2 separate regions of the Anas platyrhynchos genome follow, and region 2 is linked to region 1. A link is a contact called in public Hi-C data. All regions are on one chromosome and are shown on one strand. Each heading gives the region's core, a stretch centred on a gene start, on an enhancer-like site or on the middle of the called end of the contact. The rest is flanking DNA. Distances are from core to core; before and after follow the strand shown. Region 1 holds the start of LCORL (ligand dependent nuclear receptor corepressor like). Region 2 holds the start of MED28 (mediator complex subunit 28).

Region 1 (4,800 bases), core at 636-3,135:
TAATCATAATGCAGGGCTCTTTCTATTAATTAATTTTTGCATATGAGTATATGAAGAAATTATATCCTAAAAAAGCATTTCAAGTGGAATGAGAGCACAAAGCGATAACACAGCGGAGTCTGTGTAAAGTGTAAGTAATTATTTTCTGGTTTTACACATAACGAATCTCAGTGAAAGAGCAACCGCAAAGCAACTTGGAAGAAGTTTCTCAAACACAACAGATCTGCCCAGCAGAGGTCCCAGTCTACAGTGACATTTTATCTTACAGAGAGTTCATTGCATTTCTTCGCAGTCCTCGTCCGTGCTGGTCATGTGCCACTGTGTTCCTTGAATGCATCTGATAGCACCCTGCTACAGCTCAAAGTCCCTTCAGTTATCAACTATCACGCAGGCTTTTAGGATCCCAGTTTAGATTTAAAAACGAAATGCCATCAAGCAAGATGTAACCAGAGGAGCGGATGCTTCATATATAATTCGTGCGAGGTATCGGCCCGTCAGCTCTAGCAGTGCACTGTGATGTCTGTGCCAGCGAACGAGCGCTTTTTATGTATTCTAATTAAATTTCATCCTTTCCACAGAAGTGGGAGAGGAGTATAGGAGTATGTGGAAACGCGTTTTGTTTTCTAAAGAGCGTTATGTTAAACGGGAAAGGTTACAGAAGTGCACTACGTACAGGTGCAGTAGTACACACACAGGTGTTTGACAGCACACACGACGGAGCCACCAGGCTCCCCAAAACACGCAGCAGCAGCACCGGGACAGGGTCACCCCTCGGTCACCCCCTTCCAGGGCTCTGCCCGCCGGCCCTTTGGGACCGAGGCTTTTTGGGGCCGGAGCAGGGCGAGCTCCGTCGAGACAAGCGAGCGGCCCCGGGCACGTGGGTGCCTCAAAACAGAAGGAAAAAAAAAACACAAAAACAATAAAAGGGGGGGGTAGGAGGGAAGAGAGCACAGGCACAAAAGCCCGGGGCCGAAGCGAGGAGCGGGCGGCGCAGCGCGCACCGGGGCAGGCGCCGGGCGCGGCCCCGCAGGTACCCGGGAGCGCGCCCCCGCCCCGCCCCGCCCGGGAACGGCGCCAGGGCCCCGCGCGCCCCCGCGGGAGGGGGGCGTCACGTGACCCGAGGGGGGAACCTCGCGGCCGGGGCAGCCCCGGGGTGGGGGGGGAGTGAGGGAGAACTGCCGTCGCCATGACAACTTCCCGGGGGGAGGGAAAACTTCAAATCCCAACCGTCAGTGCAGGAGCGGCTGGCTCTTAAAGGCGCACACACACCACCCCCGCCGCTCCCCCCCCCCCCTCCCCGCTCAGACACCCGCGATGGAAGAAGGGGCGGAGGTGGGGGGGCGGCGGGGAGCCGAGACAAAAGGAGCCGGAGCCGGGGAAGGGGGCGAAGGCAGGGCCCGGGCGGCCCTCAGCCGAGCCGCGGCGCCCACCCCGCGCTGCCCGTTGGCGGCTCAGGAGACCTCGGCTCGCCCCCCAACCGCCCCTCACCGCCGCTGCCAGCCGGAGGGGGAGGCTCGGGCTGGGGCTGCCGTGCCCGCTCCCCGCCGCCGAGCCCCCCCGAGCTTTCAGCGCCCCGCTCCCCGCCCGCAGCCCCCTCCCGGCGCTTACCCACACAGTGCATGAGCCGGTGCCGCCAGGAGTCGAGTTCGCGGCGGACTCCCCTGCGCTCCGCCGTGCAGCGGGGGCTCCGGCACTGCGAGGAGGAGGCGGCGGCGGCAGGAGGAGCGGGAGCCGCGGCGGCCATTCTGTCTGTTCCCTTTTCCATCTGCCTCTGACCTCACGCCCGCTCATTTACATACGAGCGCGCGCTCCCCCCCCCCTCCTTCAAACCTCAGCGAGCGCGTGCCCGCGCCCAACCGCCCCCCCCCCCCCCCTCACCTCCTCCTCCCCCCTTAGCATCCGGGGCGGGGAGCGCGCGCGCGCGCCGCCTGGCGGGGTGATTGACACGTGTCCACCCCCTCCTCCCTTCCCGCCTTCCGGGCTCCTCACCGCCCCCCCCCCCCTTCCTCCGCTCCCTCTCCCCGCTCCGGGTCGGTAACCGGGCCGCCAACCGGCCCCCCCTCCCCGCTTCCCATCGATGTCCCCCCCCCCCTCTGGCCTACAAATCCCGAAGGGCAGCGCGCCACCTGCTGCAGCCCCGCGGGGGGAGGTTGTGCAGCAAAGCATGCTGGGAGTTGTAGTCCGCAGAGGGGAGCCGGGAGGGGGGGCAGCCGAACGCCCACCCCAGAGCCATCCCCAATGGGGGGTGTAAGTGGCAGTAAGCGGCCAGCAGCAGCTCGGCAGCTTCCTCGCTTCCTCCTTCTCCACCTCAGATCTGTTGCGAGCGCCTCGTGTCTTTTATTTGCCCTGAACTTCCAACAGTCACCGGCTTCGCCTCAGAAGCAGCGAAACCCAAGGCAACTCTTGCAAGGCATCGTCAGAGCCCACACAGAGTAAACACAATCGTGTGAGGCTAGGATGCATCGGTTTCAAACTAATAATAAACTCTGAAGGAAAAACTATTAAAAATGTATTTAGATATATTATTCTTCACAAGATGGGCTTAAGAAATCTGTTTGTGCTTTTGCTACTCGTGCAAAACTTTGCAGATATTTCCTTCTGAACTCGTTGAAGATGCTTTTCTGGGCAAGGGACGTGTTCAGGGATTGCCTGCAAATGAAGATCACCTTTGTTTCCACTGGAATGAACTGAGCTTTTGTAACAGATGACAGGTCACGGCTTTTATCCCTTTTAATTTTATTTTTTTCCCAAAGAGATTTTATAAAAATAAACTTGGTCATTTGTGTAAAGCAGCTAATAGAGCTTAATGAATTCAGCACACAGCAATTTTAAAAACTATTCATTTAATTGAACCCCGGAGATTATCATAGTTTCATATGGACACAAATGTCCTTCACCTGAAGAGGTTTTTTTTTTTTTTTTTGATGCCTATGTTTAAATAAAGAATTGACAAGACACTACCCCCACCTCCTTTTGTTCATTTATACAATTTTTGCTCTAGTTGCAAGTCCCATTCGAGAGACTTCTCCAGGCACTGCAGGAAAAAAGAACTAAACGTGGCTGACCAAGCTGGAGGGCAAATTTCAGGGAGAGGGAGGGAAGGCAAAAGAATTTCAAACTGCCTCGACTTAGTATTCCTAGGCCTTCTGAAAATACTGCCTAGCTGTCAGACATGCTAGGCACTAGGTATTGAACAGCTCCCTCCCTTTGAGATGCTTTATTCTTCCAAATCTAAAACTAAAGCAGGCAACCCAAGGATCTTGTTTAGTTGAACCCTCAGGGGTGGTGCTTTTAAATTAATTGTATTGGTTTTCCTTCTGTATCAAAATGACTTCCTAGCCAAGAGATTACTGCTTGCATGGACTTGGACTTCATTTTATAGAAGCGATTCCACTGTTGTGAACAAGGAAACTCCAAGACTGACTGAGGGCAGAGCCAGGGGCAGTGACGGCTAATTTTAACTTGGTTCATTTTAGCTGCCTATCCTAGCTAATTTTTCTGGGATCAGAGAGTCAGTTAACTTAGAAATGGCTCTGGAGGCAAAGTCCAGTACAATTTTGTTTAAAGCTATAAGAATTACTATTATGGTCTTTAGGCATGTTTCTTCTCTCATATATTAATTTGTGGGTAAAGACAAAATAAAATTGTCACAGGAGCTTATCTACAACCCTATCACAATCTGAAATGTTGAATTATTTTTTTTTTTAAATGCATATTGGGGAGATTGAACTGTCTTATTGATACATTGCAAAACTGTTCATCACCAAAACCTCTTTATAATTAATCCCCAAAGATGAAATTCACTCCTGTACAGACAGCTTTGCGTGGCTCTTTGTCACATAAGCACTGCTTTGTGGAAACTGGGAGTAAGGATGAAGTGTAATTAAAACAGTCTAACTTGAACAGACAAAGCCTTTGCAGATGGTATCTTGAAATGAGTATGTCCTGAAATGGTGAACCTCCCCCCTTACATGAACACAATTTGTAAATCTTGAAATTGTCAGTGTTTCTGGTAAAACAAAAAGTGTTAAATAATGAATTGTACAATAGCTTTATGAATGAGTATTGCAGAGAACTATTAATATTTGAAAGATAAATGACAACAGAAAACAAGGGTTTGAAGAATAAATGCTAGGGGAGATTTCACAATAAACACTGACATGATCATTTGGGTAAAGGATCTAGCTAAACTGAACAAGCGATATTTAATAATCACTGTGAACGTTAGGTTACCAAAATATAACTGCTTAAATCTATATGCAATATACATATTCCAGTGATTTAGTACATTATAAAGATGCATAAGATCACAATCTTATATGCTAAAATACCGCAAACTTCACAGATTTAGGCTGATGCACTGAACTGTGAAATGCTGAATAGCCAACAAATGTTTAATTCTGCTGCTTCCCCTAAGGGATGGCAGCTTCCACCCAAGAGAGGTAGGCACAGACAGCTAGCAAATGATAAATATTTTGCCACTGTGGTTTGATATGTATGGTTTAGGGCATAACTGATCCACCTACTCTTTCAGCTACCGCCAGCAGATACCTCCACTATTCCAGGTTTGATATACAGCCTACTCTTTTTCCTCCAGTGAAGGAGGAAAGTAGCCTCCAGCAGCAGAAACCAGACCTGCAGCTGTAGTGCAGTGCAGCAGGAGTGCTATGAGAAACCTGCCCATGGCAGCAAGCAGCCTAGCCCATGTGAAAAGATTATGACTAATCTAATAGTTCAGAATTAGAATTTCATAACATCCTCAATCAGTATGAAGTCACACAAAAATAGCTTTAAAAACAT
Region 2 (4,800 bases), core at 1,281-3,780, 160 kb before region 1:
GTTGTGCAACAATCTACATAAGTGAAATTCACAAAAGCAAAAAATACCGGCTGGAAAATTGCATAAGTCTGTAACTTTGAAAAAGCCCAGTCATGTATATTTTCTATATGAAAACAATAAAATTGAGTGTTTTGTTTTGTTTGAGAAGAGACATATTTCTGAATACATCATGGTAGACATATTGCTAGGAAGCATCAAGCTGAAAGCAGAAAGTCTAGTTTTATGAGATGTGGAAATATCATTTTTATGAATTCTTGTCCTCTTCGATTATGTAAACTTTTAAAAAACTTTTGAGCTTTTAAAAATAAATATAAGTATATCAAAATCTTTGGTTTGTGGACTTTAGAAGTCACTGATAATGAGAATTGAAAAGGAAAGTACTGTGAGGAGTCTGGATGCAGAGTCCATGCTCAAGTCCACCTTTGCCTTCATTGTATAATCTTCAGGATGTTTTTCTGTAGGTGCCATGGATGTTGCATTGGGATCTGCTGCGACTGGAGTGTTCACAAATTCATCTTGGCTTTGGAATCACCTTTATGAGGTAGGCCATCAACATTATTATCAAATAATAATTCAGTAATAGTTGTCATTGCTAAACAGTGCTTTACAGAAAGTCTTTATGCCAACCTAAAAAGTATGTTACTACATTTTGAAATCTCATAGGAGTGTGTTAGTATCGCATTTAATTGAAAAATACATAATGATGACTATTAATTACTGGCTCTTTAGTGAGGTTTAGTATCATACAGCAGAAAGTATGAATCATTATCTCAAGTATCTGCATCCTTTGATAACTTACTGCATATGCATAAGCTCTGCACTACTGACAGTAATTAGTTTTTGTTAACAAAGATTGTTGGTCTTGCTTAGCAATACCAAGAGAAATTCAGAGGCCTTGTGAGTGACTGAAGTGTGATAGATGAAGGAAGCCCCTGAAGGGAAGCATTTGAGAATATATACATTACCAGAAAATAAAATATATTGCAGGGGGGAAAAGTATTCTTTAGATTTTTGCCTGTTGACTACCATTAAAGTACCCAAAAAGGAGGCTTCATTGTTCTGCTTGCAGTGTGTTTCAGACCAATCAAAGCTAGACAAAGATAAGCATGCATAGTGGTGGTGCTTATAAATGCAGCTTTTTTTTTTTTTTTTTTTTTAAAAAAAAAAAAAAAAAAAAGGGAGGGTGGGGAAACACCAAAACTACCGTAGTGAACTTTACCCCAACTATTGCTGTTCTTTTTCAGGCCAGCATTTTGACAGGAGACCGAGTATGGAGAATGCCTCTTTTTGAACATTACACCAAGCAAGTAACGGATTCTCCTCTTGCAGACCTGAGTAACATTGGAAAGTATAGCAGGTAGATGTGCTAACAGCCTTTCCCTTCAGTGTATTAGTCTATTGTTTGTGCTGTTTGTGTTGTTTCTAAAGTGACACCATCTTTCTGCTTCCCACAGAGCTGGGGGAGCGTGCACAGCTGCTGCCTTCCTGAAAGAATTTGTGACTGCCTCTCACTGGGCTCATTTGGATATAGCTGGTGTGATGTCCAATAAAGATGAGGTGCCCTATCTTCGAAAAGGCATGGCAGGCCGGCCTACACGAACATTAGTAGAGTTTGCGGCTCGATTAAGTCAAGACAGTCACAATACCAAATAAATGCCTATTCTAAAATCATCCATTCTGCCTTAAAAAAAAAAAAAAAAAGTTAAGAAGTGTTAATAACGGAGTGCCCCAAACATATTTTCACTATAGTGATGACCTGTACCCACATTTTGTAAGTCATTACTGGGTAAGAACATCTCAAACTTGAGATTTGTCTCCCTCTGTTATGGAGTTTAAAATAAAAAGTTGCAGTTTGAACTATGTCGGGTATTAAATACCAAAACATGATCATGGAAAATACCTGAGCTCCTCTTTTGTATGTAAAGTAAGCATAATTATTGTAATCAATAAATCTCCTATTTGTGTGGGTACATCTGTTGATTTAGAGAGAAATAACAATAGGGGGGTGGTGTAGCTGTGTCTCTGTTTTGGGTGACTAATGGAGTAGGAAAGGTAGTGCTGGAGGGTTGTTAATAAAAGTTCCCTGAGAAGAAAGAAAAATGGAAGCTACCCTGGGTGTGCTGTGAGGTAGAAATGATGCACCCTTTATATACTGCTACGTGGCTTCAGCACAAAATTAAGTAGGATATGCTCTTATGGCTGATCTTTTAAAACTTCCCCTGTCCTCTGACTATAGTAATGGCTGAAAGAAGAAAGTTTTCCATGTTTTTTCCAGCCAGGTTGCTAGGTAGTTTATTCATGTTACACCATCACTGAAATGAAAGTGATTGGCAACGAAGGTAGTTCCAGAACCAGTGGAAACGTCAAACAGATTTAACGTTTATAATGTGCGGTGGGGGGGTTGCAAGATCCAGGCCCAGAGCTCCCCTTGGCCAGAAGCCTCCTGGAGCGCTGGGCTGGCACAAGCTGCAGCCGGACAGGGGCTGGAGGTGGAGTTTCGGGCCAGGAATGCCATTTTTGCTGCCTTTTTTATTTTTAATTCCTTATTTATGTTTCCACGTTATTTTATTTTACTTTATATTTGCCGCCCCGAGCTGAGGTAACGCCCGGCGGCAGGAGGGACTCGCCACGCCCGAGCCTGAGGCGCCGGGGCGCAGGCGCGGGCCGTGAGTGGAGGCGGCCGCCATGGCGGGCGCGCTGGGCGCCATGTTCGCCAACCAGCAGCCGGGGCCGCCGCCACCACCGCCGCCGGGACCTCCGGGGGGGCCCGGCCCTGCCGGCCTCATCCCGCCTCCGCCGGGGCCTCGCAACCCCAACAACACGCTCGTGGACGAGCTGGAAGCGTCCTTCGAGGTGAGGGGCGGGTCGGGATGGGGGAAGGCTGCGGCCGGCCGGGGCGGCGCGACCTCCTCTAACGGCGGTGCTTCTCCTCTCTCCTCAGGCCTGCTTCGCCTCGCTGGTGAGCCAGGACTACGTGAACGGCACCGACCAGGAGGAGATCCGCACCGGTGAGCGCCCGGCGGGGGGCTCGGGTATCCCTGCTTTGGGATACCTGCCCTTAAAGGCCCTCTTCGTACACCTAAAGGGTCTCTTCCTAGAAGATACTCTAAAAGGTGTTGTTAATAACATGTATATACAGATAAACAATATCAGCCTGTAATGATGTTGTGGGAATCTGTTCTCTCTCTCCATTCTGGTGTTCCACGTTTAGGTGTTGATCAGTGCATCCAGAAATTCCTGGATGTTGCAAGGCAAACCGAGTGTTTTTTCCTACAAAAGAGACTGCAGCTGTCGGTCCAGAAACCAGAACAAGTAATTAAAGAGGTACGCTTAAATGAGTTTGTATGCTTTAATTAGTTTGCCTATATCATGCCAGGCCAGGTATCCTGTGTACCAGTACAGTTAGAACACCTCATTCACACTAATTCAGGGTTTGTCAACGTGATGCTGTATCTAAAGTTGGTAAAACATGCTTGTTAAGGTACCTCTTGCCCCAGACCTGGAGAAGCTGGATGCCTGCTGCTCTGGGGAGCATTGGAGCACAAGGGCGAATGATTCATCTGAAGAAATGTTGGAAGTAATGAGCTCTGAAATAAATGACCTAGGCAAACAGAATGAAAAGCATCTGCAGTGCTTTTTGTCTTAAGTGCTTTTCCAGTGTTAGAATTCCTATAAGATCAATGTGAAAACTTAAACTAAAAATTACATGCACTTTATTTGAGGTTCTTTATTATTCTTAGGAATATTATTTACTTACTAATACCTATTTTCTCACTTATAGGATGTTTCAGAGTTAAGAAATGAATTGCAGAGAAAAGAAGCATTAATTCAGAAGCATTTGAGTAAACTGCGGCACTGGCAACAGGTCCTGGAAGACATCAGTGTGCAACACAAAAAACCTGCAGAAATGCCTCAGGGTCCGTTAGCTTACCTAGAACAGGCGTCTGCTAATATTCCTGCTCCAATGAAGCAAACATGATCTTTGAATTTACATAGTTAAATGTTTTGAATGATGCAAAGCATATACTTTTTGTATAAAGTAATTTGTACAATAAATATGAGTTAAGACAGAATTAAGTGAAATAAATTATCTTTTTCTACCCACCCCCCCCCCCAAAATGCTTGAGAATTAAGTGTTTTGTGATCCGGTAATTATCCTTCAGTGCCATTGTAGAAGCACCCTTTGAATTGTATGTAGTTCAGGTAAAGAGTGTGCTTTTTTGACGTGAACTGTCCATCTCCACTGGGCTTTCACTCCCCTCATGAAGGGCACTCGGGATATACAGATTTCTTTATGGGTGTCTTCTTTTAAGAATAACACCTCTCCTCCCCAGCAATGAGTTGGTTGGTGTGATTTGATAAGTTTAGTCATCCACCTACTTTGCATTTCAGTGGGCGTGAGAACAATACTGATTGTACAAAATCGCAAACATGCATCTCCCATAAATTTGTAACCTCTCAGTGTATCAGTATCAGTCTGACTCACGTGTTACCATAACAGCACTATTGTGCAAAACATGGAAATCATTGGTTTACAACCAAATTTTAATGTTCATACTTAGATGTTATCCTGATTTATTAGGCCGATTGACTGTTATATGTGACAAAGTGCACCAGGAATACATGGCAATAGTGACTATACAAACCAGTTTATTAAGCAAACCAGAAAGTATTTCTAAAACAGATGGCTATAAGCATGCTACTCTCAGATGTATGTCACATGCCTTACAGCATAAAACAAATTTAACAACAAAAAAACCCTTACAAATATAAAATTGCATTACTATATTATATGCAGAA

Evidence for each region. Hi-C and Micro-C count contacts between places; a contact is called where the count stands out from the background.
Region 2: a contact with region 1 is called in a Hi-C map of subcutaneous adipose tissue, with 2.2 times the contacts expected there. The contact joins the promoter of MED28 here to the promoter of LCORL in region 1. A contact is called at or near these places in 2 of 8 Hi-C or Micro-C datasets (liver and subcutaneous adipose tissue).

What each region holds. Positions count from the first base shown.
Region 1 is chr4:63,425,069-63,429,868 of IASCAAS_PekinDuck_T2T, reverse strand. It overlaps LCORL (ligand dependent nuclear receptor corepressor like), which reads right to left and starts at 1,885. Exons shown (of 8, transcript XM_072037745.1): 1 at 1,609-1,885. The coding sequence starts at 1,765.
Region 2 is chr4:63,584,833-63,589,632 of IASCAAS_PekinDuck_T2T, reverse strand. MED28 (mediator complex subunit 28) reads left to right here and starts at 2,530. Exons shown (of 4, transcript XM_027457340.3): 1 at 2,530-2,853; 2 at 2,942-3,008; 3 at 3,212-3,324; 4 at 3,782-4,073. The coding sequence starts at 2,686. The coding sequence ends at 3,979. LAP3 (leucine aminopeptidase 3) reads left to right here. Exons shown (of 13, transcript XM_038178309.2): 11 at 462-541; 12 at 1,245-1,357; 13 at 1,455-1,970. The coding sequence ends at 1,653. FAM184B (family with sequence similarity 184 member B) reads right to left here. Exons shown (of 10, transcript XM_027457339.3): 10 at 4,629-4,800.